2 separate regions of the Rattus norvegicus genome follow, and region 1 is linked to region 2. The links are chromatin contacts, called in public Hi-C maps. All regions are on one chromosome and are shown on one strand. The core of a region is the stretch at or near the end of the contact, and the rest is flanking DNA. Distances in the headings are between cores, read along the strand shown.

The links. Hi-C and Micro-C count contacts between places; a contact is called where the count stands out from the background.
Region 1: a contact with region 2 is called in a Hi-C map of the A7r5 cell line, with 4 times the contacts expected there. The contact joins two enhancer-like sites. A contact is called at or near these places in 5 of 12 Hi-C or Micro-C datasets (the A7r5 cell line, hepatocytes, kidney and 1 more).

Annotation. Positions count from the first base shown.
Region 1 is chr2:237,474,265-237,480,464 of GRCr8, reverse strand. No RefSeq gene overlaps it. Among named protein-coding and RNA genes, the nearest start is that of Bcl10, 24 kb to the left of the region's middle. Within about 2 kb of position 3,469, at least 5 of the 93 cell types and tissues checked have an H3K27ac peak or open chromatin away from gene starts, as enhancers often do. A contact at or near this core is called in the A7r5 cell line, where this site is marked.
Region 2 is chr2:237,277,481-237,284,202 of GRCr8, reverse strand. All of the region lies in intron 2 of LOC102553018 (a long non-coding RNA gene), which reads right to left. Among named protein-coding and RNA genes, the nearest start is that of Ddah1, 47 kb to the left of the region's middle. Within about 2 kb of position 4,737, at least 18 of the 93 cell types and tissues checked have an H3K27ac peak or open chromatin away from gene starts, as enhancers often do. A contact at or near this core is called in the A7r5 cell line, where this site is marked.

The sequences.
Region 1 (6,200 bases), core at 2,220-4,719, 200 kb before region 2:
TTCCCACTCTGCGTAAGATGTCAACAGGTGAGGGGCACAAGAGCACTCTCTGCACTACTGGGCAATGTTTCTGCAAGTCTCACAAAATCTAGGAAGAAGCCTGACGTGTTCTTTTATTGCGGATGGTGGGTTTTGCCATTCTGAAGAGAATCATAAAGAAATGTACAGAGAACTGTCTAGTGTTAAAGGACCCTTCCTAGGCATCTATTTAGCTGTTTTTCTTCTTTATTGGCTCTCAGGATGGCACCACGCAGCATGGATCCTCAGACCATGCCCGGTCCCACATCCATCATCATCGTCCTGCACACAGACTTTCTGACAAACAGCCATAACTACAACCCATCCAGATCTAACTCCATCAATGTCCCAACGACTGTTCTACTCTGCTTACATGAGCCTCTGCTACAGGCTGGCTCCCCAGCCTACCCTCTCCACTCTTTCAGTGTCCACAGGCCACTTTCCAGTTCCAGTTGGGTCAAGGTCAAAGAGGCTTTCAAAGATCCGTACTTCCAATGACAGTTGATGGTCCGACATGCAATCAGGCCCAACCAGACAAGCCTCAGGATTTAATATCTGTTCCCCAGTCAACAGCCCGTGTGGCACTCTCAGTGCACAGACTCTGAACAGGTGGCTATCCCATCTGTCTTTCAACAGATCAGAGGGAATGGTGGTAAAGGGTGGGGCTGCCTTGTAGATGAAGGTACCTCTCGCAAGGCGAAATCCATTCCCATTTCCCATTGGATGCTAATACTGTTAAATCTTTGCTCCTGACTATAAATTGTTGTCTGTAAGCAGGGCAGGGCAGGTGAAAGACAAGGCTGGAGCTGCCTGTGTTTGGACAGTGGAAATGGAAGGTGGGGGGTGGGTGGATTTAAGAGATGGGAGAGATAGAAGAGAGAGGAGGAAGGAAGGAAGATGGAGGAAGAGAAAGATGATCCAGATTCCACATGGCTTTAAATAGCCATGGGTAGCTATGAATATTTTATAAGGAATGGATGATTACAGAACAATTTGTCTTATCTAGGTGGGCAGTTTATATCAGTATCAGTTGGCTCTGAGTTCATTGTGTGGACATTTTGTGGGGTGAGAATTTACTGATATAAATCTGATTGATAGATCACAAGCCTTTAGAATTTTGATTTTACTGGCTTATGGGAATTTGTGACTGCTCACCACAGAGGCGTGGACGGCTGGGTGTAGCAAGAGAGCCTCGAGATGGGTGGTCTATACACGGGTGCTTGGAGGCCAAGAAGGTGGCGAGACTGCCAGGGCCAGAGACGGTGCTAGTGTGGGATGGTGCTTTCTAAATGTTTCACGTAACACCTGACCTCCAGTCTCTCCTAAGCAGGGTAGCCGTGTTCCTGCTATCTCATTCTTTGAGGCACAGCTCATGTGTTTGGAGTCTTGGATCTTAGCTGGTGGAGATGTTTTAGGCAGCTGTGAAGCCTTTGAGAAGTAGGGCCTGCCTGGAAGAAGTGGGTCGCCGAGGGGAATGGGCCTGAGGTTTGTAGTCCAGCCCAGTTCTGGCTTCACTTCTCTCCCTCACTCCTTCTCCTCCTCCTCCCTCTCCCTTTCCCTGTCCCTCCCTCTTCCCTCTTCTCCCCCTGCCCCTCCTTGAATGCTGGTATGATATAGCCACCTCACTCTCTTGTTTCTACAGCCACAAGCCATGGCTATAAACATAAGCTAGACTCCCCATTCACGAGAAGCCATGATCCCCTCTCCTCCTCTTTCCTTTTCCTCCTCCATTCTTTTTCTTCAGTCTCTTTGGTGTTGTAACTATTTCGTGAGCACCGCCAGTCTAGGCATTTTGTGCATATGCCCCTGTCTAATTTCCATCCTATAGGTTGGCACTATATATCCATCTTACAAGTCTTGCCCAGTGTGTGCCTTCCTCTCTCAGGTTGTGAGACTCTTCCCAGATGATTCTAAATTGTGTTAAGCTGACAATTAGAGCTATGGCCAAGATCATGGGTAGCTTTGGTGCTCTACATGCCTTGAGAAAGCCCCAAGCCTATGCACATCCCGACAGCTTCCTGCCCTCCCCTGGTCCACTTGGTGCCACGTTTCTGGGTCTCACAGCAAAGCAGAGTCAAGGAAAGGCAAACAGCAGATTTCTCAGCTTCCTAGTAAAGCAGATTTCTTGCAGGTTAGTTCATTGGTGCTGGGGTCGGGCGCCCCAGTAGGTGGCAGCACTAGTCCCTTCCCACTTCTCCATGCCAAAAGATTCACCAAGAAAACAAACATATCACCACCAGAGGACGCCACAACAAAAGATTCACCGAGAAAGCAAGCGTATCACCACCAGAGGACGCCACAACTCCACAATTTTTTTTCCTGCAAAAAAAAAAAAAAAAAAAAAAAACTGACGTCTGCAAACAGTTCAGATTTCTTTTGTTTCTGGGGGGGGGGATCAAGGGTTGCCTATGGGAGTGGGGAACAGGTGGCGAGATATGTATTAATACGGAGAAGTGGAGATGAGAAGTGTAGCAAACACCCTGAAGGTGCCTTGCTGTGTCATTATTTGAAATTGTCAACTCTACTGGAACACTCGCTTTCAATGTCAAGCAGAAGACAGTGTGGAGGGTAAGGGCTGAGCTCCTGAACAGAACTGGATGACAGCCCCAGATCCATGCTCAGGAAATCTCTGGCTAACCATGAAGGCCAACGAGGCCTGGAACATTCTATGTAGACCAGGAAGGCTTCAAACTCAGAGAGATCTGCCTGTCTCTGCCCCTCCAGTGCTAGGATACAAGTACTGTGCTGATAAACCTGGTGGCTGGTCCCCAGTTTTTAGTTGTGATCCTAGCCTTTAACGGCTGAGCCATCTCTCCAGCCTATGGCCCCCAGTTTTTTGTTTTGTTTTGTTTTGTTTTCATCTACTCCATGGGGCATTTGTGAGAGTTAAAGGAAAGAGGTCATGTCCTGGTACCACGGAGCCACAAGGGTCTAGAAGAAAAGGAGGATCTGGCAGCGCTATGGCAATCAACTATTACTTCAACCTTAAAAAGCTGTCCTGTGTGCGTGTGTGCGGTGTGCATGCAAGTGTGTGCATGAGTACACGTGCATATGTGTGTGTACCAGAGCATGAGGTGTGTTAGGGCTGAGGTTAATCCTGGGAATTTTCCTCCATCATTTCCCACCTTATTCTCAGAGGGTGGGTCTCTGAGTTAAAGCCAGAGCTCACTGGTAGAGCATCTAGCGAGCCAGCTTACCCCATGTCGTAGGTAGTTCAATTGCCGCCCTGATGCAGCCCAGGGTCTTCTGGGAAGGGAGTCTCAGCTGAGGGAGCACCCACATCACACTGGCTTGTGGGAACGTCTGTGGGAGCTTGTCTTGATTGCTAGTTGACGTAGGGGAGCCCAGCCGACTGTGGTCCCTGGTTGTGTAAGAGAGCTCGGTAAGTATGAACCCCCGAGGGAGCCAGCAAGCAGTGTTCCCTCGTGGTTTCTTGCTTGGCTTCCTGGCCTGACTTTGCTCCATGACTGACTGTGACCTAGAAGTGTGAGTCAAATAAATTCTTTCCTCTTCTAAGCTGCGGGTCTCAGTGCTTTATCGTGATAGCGGACGGGATATCAGACCACTCCATCAATCCCGTCTCTACCTTATGAGCGTGACCCACTGGGCGCTTACAGGAGTGCCGGGAACCCAGCTAGTGTTCTACCCACTGAGCCATCTCCACAGCATGTTTCCAGGGTTTTGCTTTATGTTGATCAAGAAGGCGCCAGCTGTGACCTGTGGTGGATTATGGTTCAGGCTGAAGAACCGGACTCGAGGAGGAGTCCATGTGTGTAGGGGGAGGGGTACGTTTTGGAGTAAGGGCAAGCCACGCCAAGGAAGTGCCACTAGAGAGCATGGTGTGGTGCCTGTCTTTCTTGTCTCTGTAAAGACACTGTAGGTGCACAGCCCTCAGGGACTCACTGGACCGAGCAGCTTGGTCCCAGGTCCCTCAGTTGTACCACTCTGAGCAAACTTCACTCTCATCTCCTTTTGCTGATCAGTGGCCACCCTGGCGGGATAGGCACAGCAAAGACCCACCTGTGATGCTGCATTTGAGAACCAAGATCCGGGCTCCCAGGTTGTCACAGGAATTTGGCATTCATGGTAAGTATATGCACTTGAGTTTTAGACAATGGAAAAGGAGTACTGTACTTTTTCTTTCTTTCTTTTCTTTCTTTCTCTCTCTCTCTTTCTTTCCCTTCCTTCCTTCCTTCTTCCCTTCCTTCCTTCCTTCTTTCCTTCCTTCCTTCTCTCCTTCCTTCCTTCCTTCCTTTCTTCCTTCCTTCCTTCCTTTCTCTATTTCTCTCTTTTTCTCTCTCTCTTTTTCTCTTCCTCTCAAGGGCTGCGACGGTAAGAGGCATTCCACGAGGGATCATTTACGCAGTCCAATTTTCAGGGTTGAGTTCTGTCAATGCATTTTAGCCACAGAAGAGAATGAATTCTAATTGGGGGGCTAGGGTAGTTTCAGGAATGGCAGCTTCTGAGCTGTGTGGTTGCAGGTGCTGGTGAAAAGCTGATTAATCCATTCAGGAAGTAAGAGGTTCCATTGTGCAGCAGCGCGCTGGGTACCAAACACTGATGGATAAGTCCTCCTACTTCACGGCCTCATACCCTTCGAGGTGTGAGCGGAGTGAGTGTTAATTAAGACTTAGTTTTGCTCTGTGGTGTGTGTGTGTGTGTGTGTGTGTGTGTGTGTGTTGTATGGGCACATGAATGTTTAGGTACATACATTTGCCCCCTGTGTGCGTGAAGACCAGAGGAGGACATCAGGTATCTGGCTCTTCTGCTCTCTCCTTTATTTCTTAGAGGTATAGTCTCTCTCTCTCTCTCTCTCTCTCTCTCTCTCTCTCTCTCTCTCTCTCTCTCTCTCAGCCTAGAGCTGGGCTAGCCAGCAAGCTAATTTGATCTTCCTCTGTTCTGCTTTCAAAGCATTATGGTTTCAGGTGTGAGTGTGGCTGTGCATAGCTTTATGTGAGTGTTTGAGATTCTACTTGAGGTCCTCATGCCTGTGTGGCCCGCGCTATTACCCACTGAGCCCTCTCTTCAGGTCTGACTTTTGACTCTAACCCACATCTAGTGAATGCAAAGTCGTGCCTCGCTGTGATTTAGCTGTCTTTTTAGTTTTGTTTATTTTACGTGTATGGATGTTTTGCTGACATGTATGTCTGTGCACTACGTGTGCCCCTGGTGCCTGAGGAGGTTAGAAGAGGGCACAGTGTTCCCTGGAGCCGGAGTTAAGGGTGGTTTTGAGCCACCATAGAAGTGGCGGGAATTGAACTCTGGTCCTCTCTGCAAGAACAAGTGCCCTTAAGAGCTGAGCTCTCCCCAGGTCCCACTGTGACTTTAGTTGGAACATCCTTGGTAACTAATGACACCAAACATCTGCCCCCATGGCCATTGGTTATTTATTTTTATCTATTCTCTGGAGAGGTAACCCTTCAACCTTTGAACTATTTTCAAACTGCCTTTTTATGATCAAGCCACAGGAGTTCTTTTTGTGTTGTAAATACATGTCCTTTTTTTCTGGTACACAGTTTGTAAATTCTTTCACTTAGTAAACTATCTTCACTTTCTTATCTGTTTCCTTTGAAGCACAAATGCTTTCAGTTTTAATATGCCAAATTTGTTTTTCTTTTGTTTGCTCATAGTTTCGGTGTCATAAGGATTTAACGACAAATCCAAGGTTGTGAAGGTTTCCTAGTAGGTTTTCGTCTAAGACATTTATTATCGTTATTGTTATTATCATTATTAGTAATAGTACTGTTGTTTCTGATACTGTTTCTATTGGATGCATGATCTCGTGTAAGCTATGCTAGCCTTGAACTTGCTATGGCATTTGTCACGACCTTGGACTTCTGATCCCCATGTTTCTGCCTCCCAAATGCTAGGATTAGAGGAATGTATCACTGTGCCCAGTTAGTACGGCTCTGTGACTCTAACCCCAGCGTTAGTGCATGCTAAGAAAGCACTGTTAAATGGCTGACCCACAACTCTCCCAAGAGTTTTACAGCCCTGGCATTAGAGTTCTGATCCGTTTTGAGTTAAGTTTTATCTGTGATGTGAAGGGGGAGGTTCTAGCTTTGCTCCTTTGCTTATGGGTATACATTTTTTCCTTTCCCTGTCCCACAGCTTTGACATTCCTGTTGAGGATAAGCTGACTGTAGGTGCCTGGGTTTCTTTCCAGGTCCTCATGTCAGTCA
Region 2 (6,722 bases), core at 3,488-5,987:
CATTCTTAACTGGGAAAGGCTGTTTCTTTCTCAGCAGCCATTAGTTGCTTTGCTGTTCTTCATGTAGGGATGGTGCCTTGAGAGATGTCCAACATCCACACTAACATGTCAACCGCCGTTGTTCTTGTTCTTGTCTCGTTTAGGTGGCCATATTGTTACGATTTCATGGGTGTAGCCTCTTGTCATATATAGGAAGTACCATCTCAAAGTACAGATCGTGGTCTTCTGGCTCTAAGAATCTTCCTTCCCTCTCTTTTGGAGTGTTCTCTAAGCCTCAGGGCTGATGTGTTGTCAATACATCAGCCGGGGTTGGGTAGCCCAGTGTCAGTTCTCTGCATTTTGGCCCATTGTGGATTTCTGTAATGGTCTCTGTCTGTTGTAGAAGAAGCTTCTTTGATAAAGGGTGCTGAAGTTTCTTGGATGGCGTATACTTACCTTTGGATATAATGCGGCTAGACATTATACTGGTTTAGGAACCAGTGGCGCTTCTCTGGGGTCTATGATGTCATCAGCCATGGTTGGTGGGCTAGGTGAATCCCCTCTTATTGTGCAGGCCTTGAGGTCAACTAGGCATCTGCTGGTTACCCCCAAGGTATGAATATCACTATTGCATCCAGTGAGCATCGTTTTTAGGGGTCCTAGCTTTACTTCTGGATAGTTACCTTTAGCTGCTTGTTTCCCTTGGCCGCCTGCATTGCCAATGAGAGCGAGTCTTCGAGCTTCCAGGTCAAGTCCAGATCAATTTGTCTAAGTCCTATGACTACCGTGGATGCCTTCAAATTCTGAGAGGCAACCAAGGGTAATGTAAGAGCCTACATTGTTTTGGGACTTTCTTAGAGTCCTCTACCCAATAACTTGAAGAGAAGTTTCCCTTTGCCTAACACTAGGGTTTTTGTGACTTGTGATGTGTGTGAGCTTGTGTGTGTGTGTGTGTGTGTGTGTGAGCTTGTGTGTGTGTGTGTGTGTGTGTATGTATTCTTTCATATAAACTAATATGGCTCTTGGGAAGTGGCACAACTTCATCTAATATATTCGTGTGTGTGTGTGTGTGTGTGTGTGTGTGTGTATGTGTGTGTGTGTGTGTGTGTGTGCATGTTCTTGCCTATAAACTAATATGTTTCCCTGTGGCTTTTTCAGAGATCCTTAGTATTATCCCTCCCTCTCCCTCTGTGTTACAGTTCCTCCTCTTTCCTAGTTAGAAGTCCTCTCCCTCCCCATTATTTACTGCTCCACAGCACCCAAGTTATCCCCTTATTTAGGATCCATGCCATGGTCTCTTTTATACTTTCCTGGTTAGAAATCTTAATTTCTGGCAGAAGGAGTGTACTTGGTTGGTGAGAGGAGAGGGTGGTCTAGCAGTCTCTTTTAAGGTCCTAAGAGTAGGTACAGTTGAGTCAGGTTTTAAAATCTGGCATCAGTAAAGACGGATCACAAATCCATAAGACGATGACCTGGATGGTTAAAAATTCCATGCTCTTTGTATTTTCCTCCACACACTCGGCGTTTCTTCTCAACGGAAAAGTACAAATATTGGGATAAGAACGTTTAACTGACAGAAACAAGAAACTCCAAATGCTAATCCTGCCTAAAGGGCAGAATTTAATTCTGTTCTAAACTACTGTGTGTTGGATTAAGAGGAGTGGTTAGCCAAACATTTGAGAACAAGCAATTATGGCTGCGTCTCCCTAGCACATGCTTGCCTTTCACACTGTTTATAACTCAGGCCCGCGGTGGAGAAAGAAAATGCTGTCTGAAACATTCTAGTCAGCCGCGAGTTTTTCATACTGACCTTTTTATTTTTTTTTTAAATTACCATCAAAGAAAGGTTTTGATTCCCGTGGTCTTGCCTTGGATACCAGTAAGACAGTTTCTCTCTGTTATAGGACACATAAATCACATCTCTAACCTGTTTTGTTTTCTTGTTGTTTAGGTTTTTGTTTTTTGTGACTGTGCGTTTCCTGCCAAATCTCCATCATCTAAATGTGGAGGTGAATAGTCCCTGTGTTTAAAGTGGGGATGGATGGGGGAAGGGCAGATTTTACTTATTCAGCAAATGTTAATGAGATACTGTGCCTAGAACTGGGCCGGGCTGTCAGGACATAGGGATTGAAACAGGTTTCTCCCACTTGATGAGCTCGTGGTACAGTGGTGGGGGACAACTATCACAGCCCTTACTACTCAGTACAATAACATCCTACCGGAGACAAGCGCAGCATTGCAGGAATACAGATGTGTGCTCCGGACAGTCAGGGATGGCCTCTGGGTGTCTTTGAAGGCACGCCTCAAAGGATCCATGGATATCAAGCAAATTAGAGGGTAAGGAAGTTCACAGCCAAGAGAACAACTTGAGAGAGGCCAGATCATGAAATCAAAAGAGAGAACACCAGTAGGTCAGGGTCATGGTGACAGATGCTGCGGGGACCGTTACTGTTTAACGTGGCCATCACTGACGTGATGCTCAGGAGTGGGTGCCTTGTGCCTTTCCATCCTCACCCTGCTGACTGTGGAGATGAGGAGACAGCTATCCAACCAGGACCGGCAATCTGCTATTCATTCAATACACATATACCAAACACTCAGGCTGCACAAACCAGCGTTAAGATTAAGGGGTACACTAGATCTGCCTAGCAGCTTCGTTTGTCCAGAGAGACACAGAGTGTGTGAGTATTGGGGGGAGAAGAGGCAGAAGCTGAAGGTCCTTCAAGGAAACAGAATGAGAATCAGGAACATCATCTCGATGCTCTCTGCACACCCCTGTGGTCTGGGTCTCCATGGGTTCTCCCAGGCTGCAGTGGAGTTGAAAGGATAGAGAACTCTGTCTCTCAGTTTAAGAAGGAGAAACTTGGGCTGGAGGGATGGCTCAATGGTTAAGAGCACTGGCTGCTCTTCCAAAGGTCATGAGTTCAATTCCCAGCAACCACATGGTGGCTCACAACCATCTGTAATTAGATCTGATGCCCTCCTCTGGTGTGTCAAAGACAGTGTGTTCATATACATGAAATAAATAAATAAATCTTAAAAAAAAAAAAAAAGGAGAAACTTGCTGGAGACGCCAGCCTTGTCTCTGAAGCATTTGACTCAACCCTGCTCATGCAGCCTGCAGGTTCTCTTCCTTTCCTGTCAGTGGCAGGAAGACTGCATTAGGGGCTGGGGATGAGGCTTGCTTAGTAGAATGTGTGCTTAGCACGCATGAAATCCTGGGTTCAGACCTCAGTCCTGTGTAGACCCAGCGATGGGGGCATACACTTGTAATCTTAGCCCTCTCGAGTTAGAAGTAGGAGAATGTCTAGACAGGCAGTTCAAGGCCAGCCTGGGCTACACAAGATCTGGTTTTAAAATAAAACACACATACCAAAAAGAAAAAAAAAAGGCACAAAAAAGAAACCAATTTTTTTTTCTACTGAGCACTCCATCTGCCCATGTAGCAGAACGACCTTCCCTGAGTAACAGTTCAGCTCTTAAGCGATTGCTTAAGGATGAACAACTTCCTACCCATTAGGCCTGAGTGTCCCCTCTCCCACTTCACCATTCCAAACCCATGCTTCCCTGAATGCTCCCCTTCCTACACACTTCGCTGCACGCACTGGGTTCCTGTTCCTAATTATCAGTTGTGTAATTTATTGATAAAGCCAAATATGAGTAAGAGGGGAGGGGTCTAATTAGACATGGAGCACTCAGTGTCCCAACAAGAAAAATTCCAAGGCTTCGAAAACAGAAAGTCGGCTGTGTGCCAATTTTCTTCCTGACGTTTCTTCAGTTAACGGAAGAGATCAGTGGGGTTCCTCAGGAATCAGGCGATGCCATCTGATCCAGAGACCTGACACTTGTGGAGAGAAGCCATCATTCAGAACCAAAATGTGTTCCGCACACAGGAAGGATGGTGTGTTCTGAGGTTAAAAACTACAGAGAAATTGTAGTAAGAACGGAAAGAAACATGAAGCCAGCTACCGAGAGAGGGGATGTGGCAGTCTATGGGCCTCTCTGGAAAGGGTGCGGCCATTTTTTATTTAATGGGACTCATGAGCTAAAGAGCTCGTTTGTCTGACCCTGAAGACTCAAGTTTGATTGTGGGAAAGAGGCAACTAAGTTACAGCTTTGGGAAGAGAGTGGACACATTGGTTCTTGCAAACTCTCCTAAGTGTGGGATTATGAACAGTTGCCACTGGATCTGGCTTAAATTTACCCTTAGATAGAAACAAAACCATTCTTTTTTTTTAAATGGTGGAGAAACCATTCTGAAGATGCCTTCCCTGCCTAGGTATCCTAACATATTTCTAAGTTGACCACCTGCTCAAAGTCAACTGACAGGATATGCTCTCCATCTTATAGGAAAAAAAATCCAAGGTCAGTGGGTTGAAGTCTTTGAAAATGACAGGACCCAAAACTCAGTGGTGAGTGTCATTGAGTTGTCAGGTGAAATTGAGCACACCATTTAGCCTGTCCTCTGGTTATCATATCATACAACTAAAATGATGTTCTGAGATGCATGTGTACCTACATGTGCACATGCGTACATGCATGCACACACACACACACACACTCACGCACGCACGCACACACATGCGCGCCACACCCTACTCTGTATCAGAGGCAACAGAGAACCAGTCAGAAGGTTCTTAGATCTGCAGGAAATGGCAGTGAAGACACAGCTCCTGGGTGATGGCATAACAGGTCGCTATTTATAGCCCACCATGCATCCACTGGTGTGCACTAGGGTCGTTGGCTGCCAGAGAACAATTTTAGGGAATGAGCTTCCTGGTGAGCTCACAGCTTAGCCCTGCCTGTGTCACTATCTTGAGTCAGCAGCAGATAATTCTGTGCAGAATGAGCTAATTTTAGCCGTCTGTGGGATCTTTGTAAACACTCCGTAGTGACTCTTTCAGAAGTCAGTGAGAAGCAGCTATCTCTGCCTTATTTTCAGCCCCAGTAATCTACCAGGGATCTTTAGAGGTGACGTGTTCTTACAGGAAATGCCTAGGTAAGGGCCAGTGTTTCAGACAGAGGACATTTAGCATTCTCCCATTGATCCCAAAGTCAGAAGGGTTAATGGGTCCAGAAAGTCCTGTTTACCTTCATGTAGCTTTCTGTCATCTTTGACACTTTTTTTTCCCTGTCATCATTTGAATGTCATCTCAGGGACCCTCACTGAGCAGAGGCAAGAAGGGGGAAGGGTGAGTCCTGGAGCAAGTAGCTTCCCCCAGCCTCAACCCCACTCCCCACTCCCCACCACACACCATGCACACTCATGCTATCCATTTGGAGTATGAAATGATGGCTCGTTCCTGAGTCACACCCCTCTTTCGGAGATGCACCCCTGGGCTTAGCGTTACATTTCCTCCTTCAGTCAGTCACTTGATGCAGATACTCCAGGGTCTCATGAGTCTCTGGGGGAAGAGTAGGGCCAGATGAGACCACACCCATCAGAGCTCACAGCTGCTGATGACTTGTCACAGCCTGCACAATTGACCAAGAATTCTATTTTGTGGAGTAAGAACCATAGGACTAATGTTCTCTGCTCTGTTTGGATCCTATTTAGGCTCTGGCCAACATCCAAAAGAGACAGAAAAGGACAAGGAAAAGTTGTATCTTTCTGAGTTGGTTGTAAGAAAGGTGGGCAGGCCAAGTGCTTGACCTGCTCAACTGGATGGTTTTAAGGGAGGAGATAGCTGCATAGGTAGACATAGGGATACATTCTGTTCTTTCCTGTAACACTGAGTCAGGAGGGCTGCCTTGCATTCGAGAGCAACCATGTAGCAAAACCTTACCTCAAAAAAAAAAAAAAGTGCAAACAGGGGCCGGGGAGATGCTAAGTTTCCATCCCTGGAACCCACAGAAAAGCGAAAAGAATTGCCCCTGCAAAGTTGCCCTCTGACCCGCAAATGTGCACAGTAGCACACCTTTGCCGGCACTTACACACACATATGCATGCAGGCACAAAAACATACAAAGCAAAAATAACTTTAGAAACATCTAAATATAGGATGTATTTGTGGAATAAATGTGGAAACCAAGCAACGGTGCTGAGTTTGGAAGAACCGAGAGGACAGACTCCAGGCCAGTGAACCTGAGCTTGGCAGAGAATAGCATCAACCAGGAGGAGAGGCATCTGGCTACTTGTGAAGGGAACTCTGTGGGGCTTATCTCTTTGCTGAAAGCCTTCAGCCCTGGAATGTCTGAAATCTATTCTGCCTGTCGGAAAAAGAGAATGAGGGCATCTCAGATGAATGCATAGGCGGCCAGGGAGGAGGCAGGGAGCACAAAAGATGTGGGAAGGAAGAAACTGAGACCAGGGTGAGAGGAAAATGATGCATTCGGTAATTATTTTTATACGGAAGGCAGCTAATATGGATTGCAGTGTACACTTTGTATTTCTTGAATTCTTTAAAAGTCTCTTTAGGACTCTTGTTGGGGGCAAGATTTTGCTAAAGGAAACTTCATTTAAACGCCTGTTTCCAAAGAAAACACACACCATACCAAGACACACACCCTGTGTGTAGCCTCACTGTATTGCTGGGAACTCGACCTCCCTTGTGGATCCTCTTAACTGAGGATCCCAGTGTCCTCAGCTCCCCTGTAAAACTGAGTCTCTCCGGTTCTGGACTGAGTACAGCGAGCCTTTCAGAGCAAGGCACAGGAGGCCACCCTTGGCTGTCTGCTAATGCAAGGCTTGTGCGGCGGTCCCTGTGAACCATGTGGGCAGTGTTCTCTCTGAGGAGCCTAAG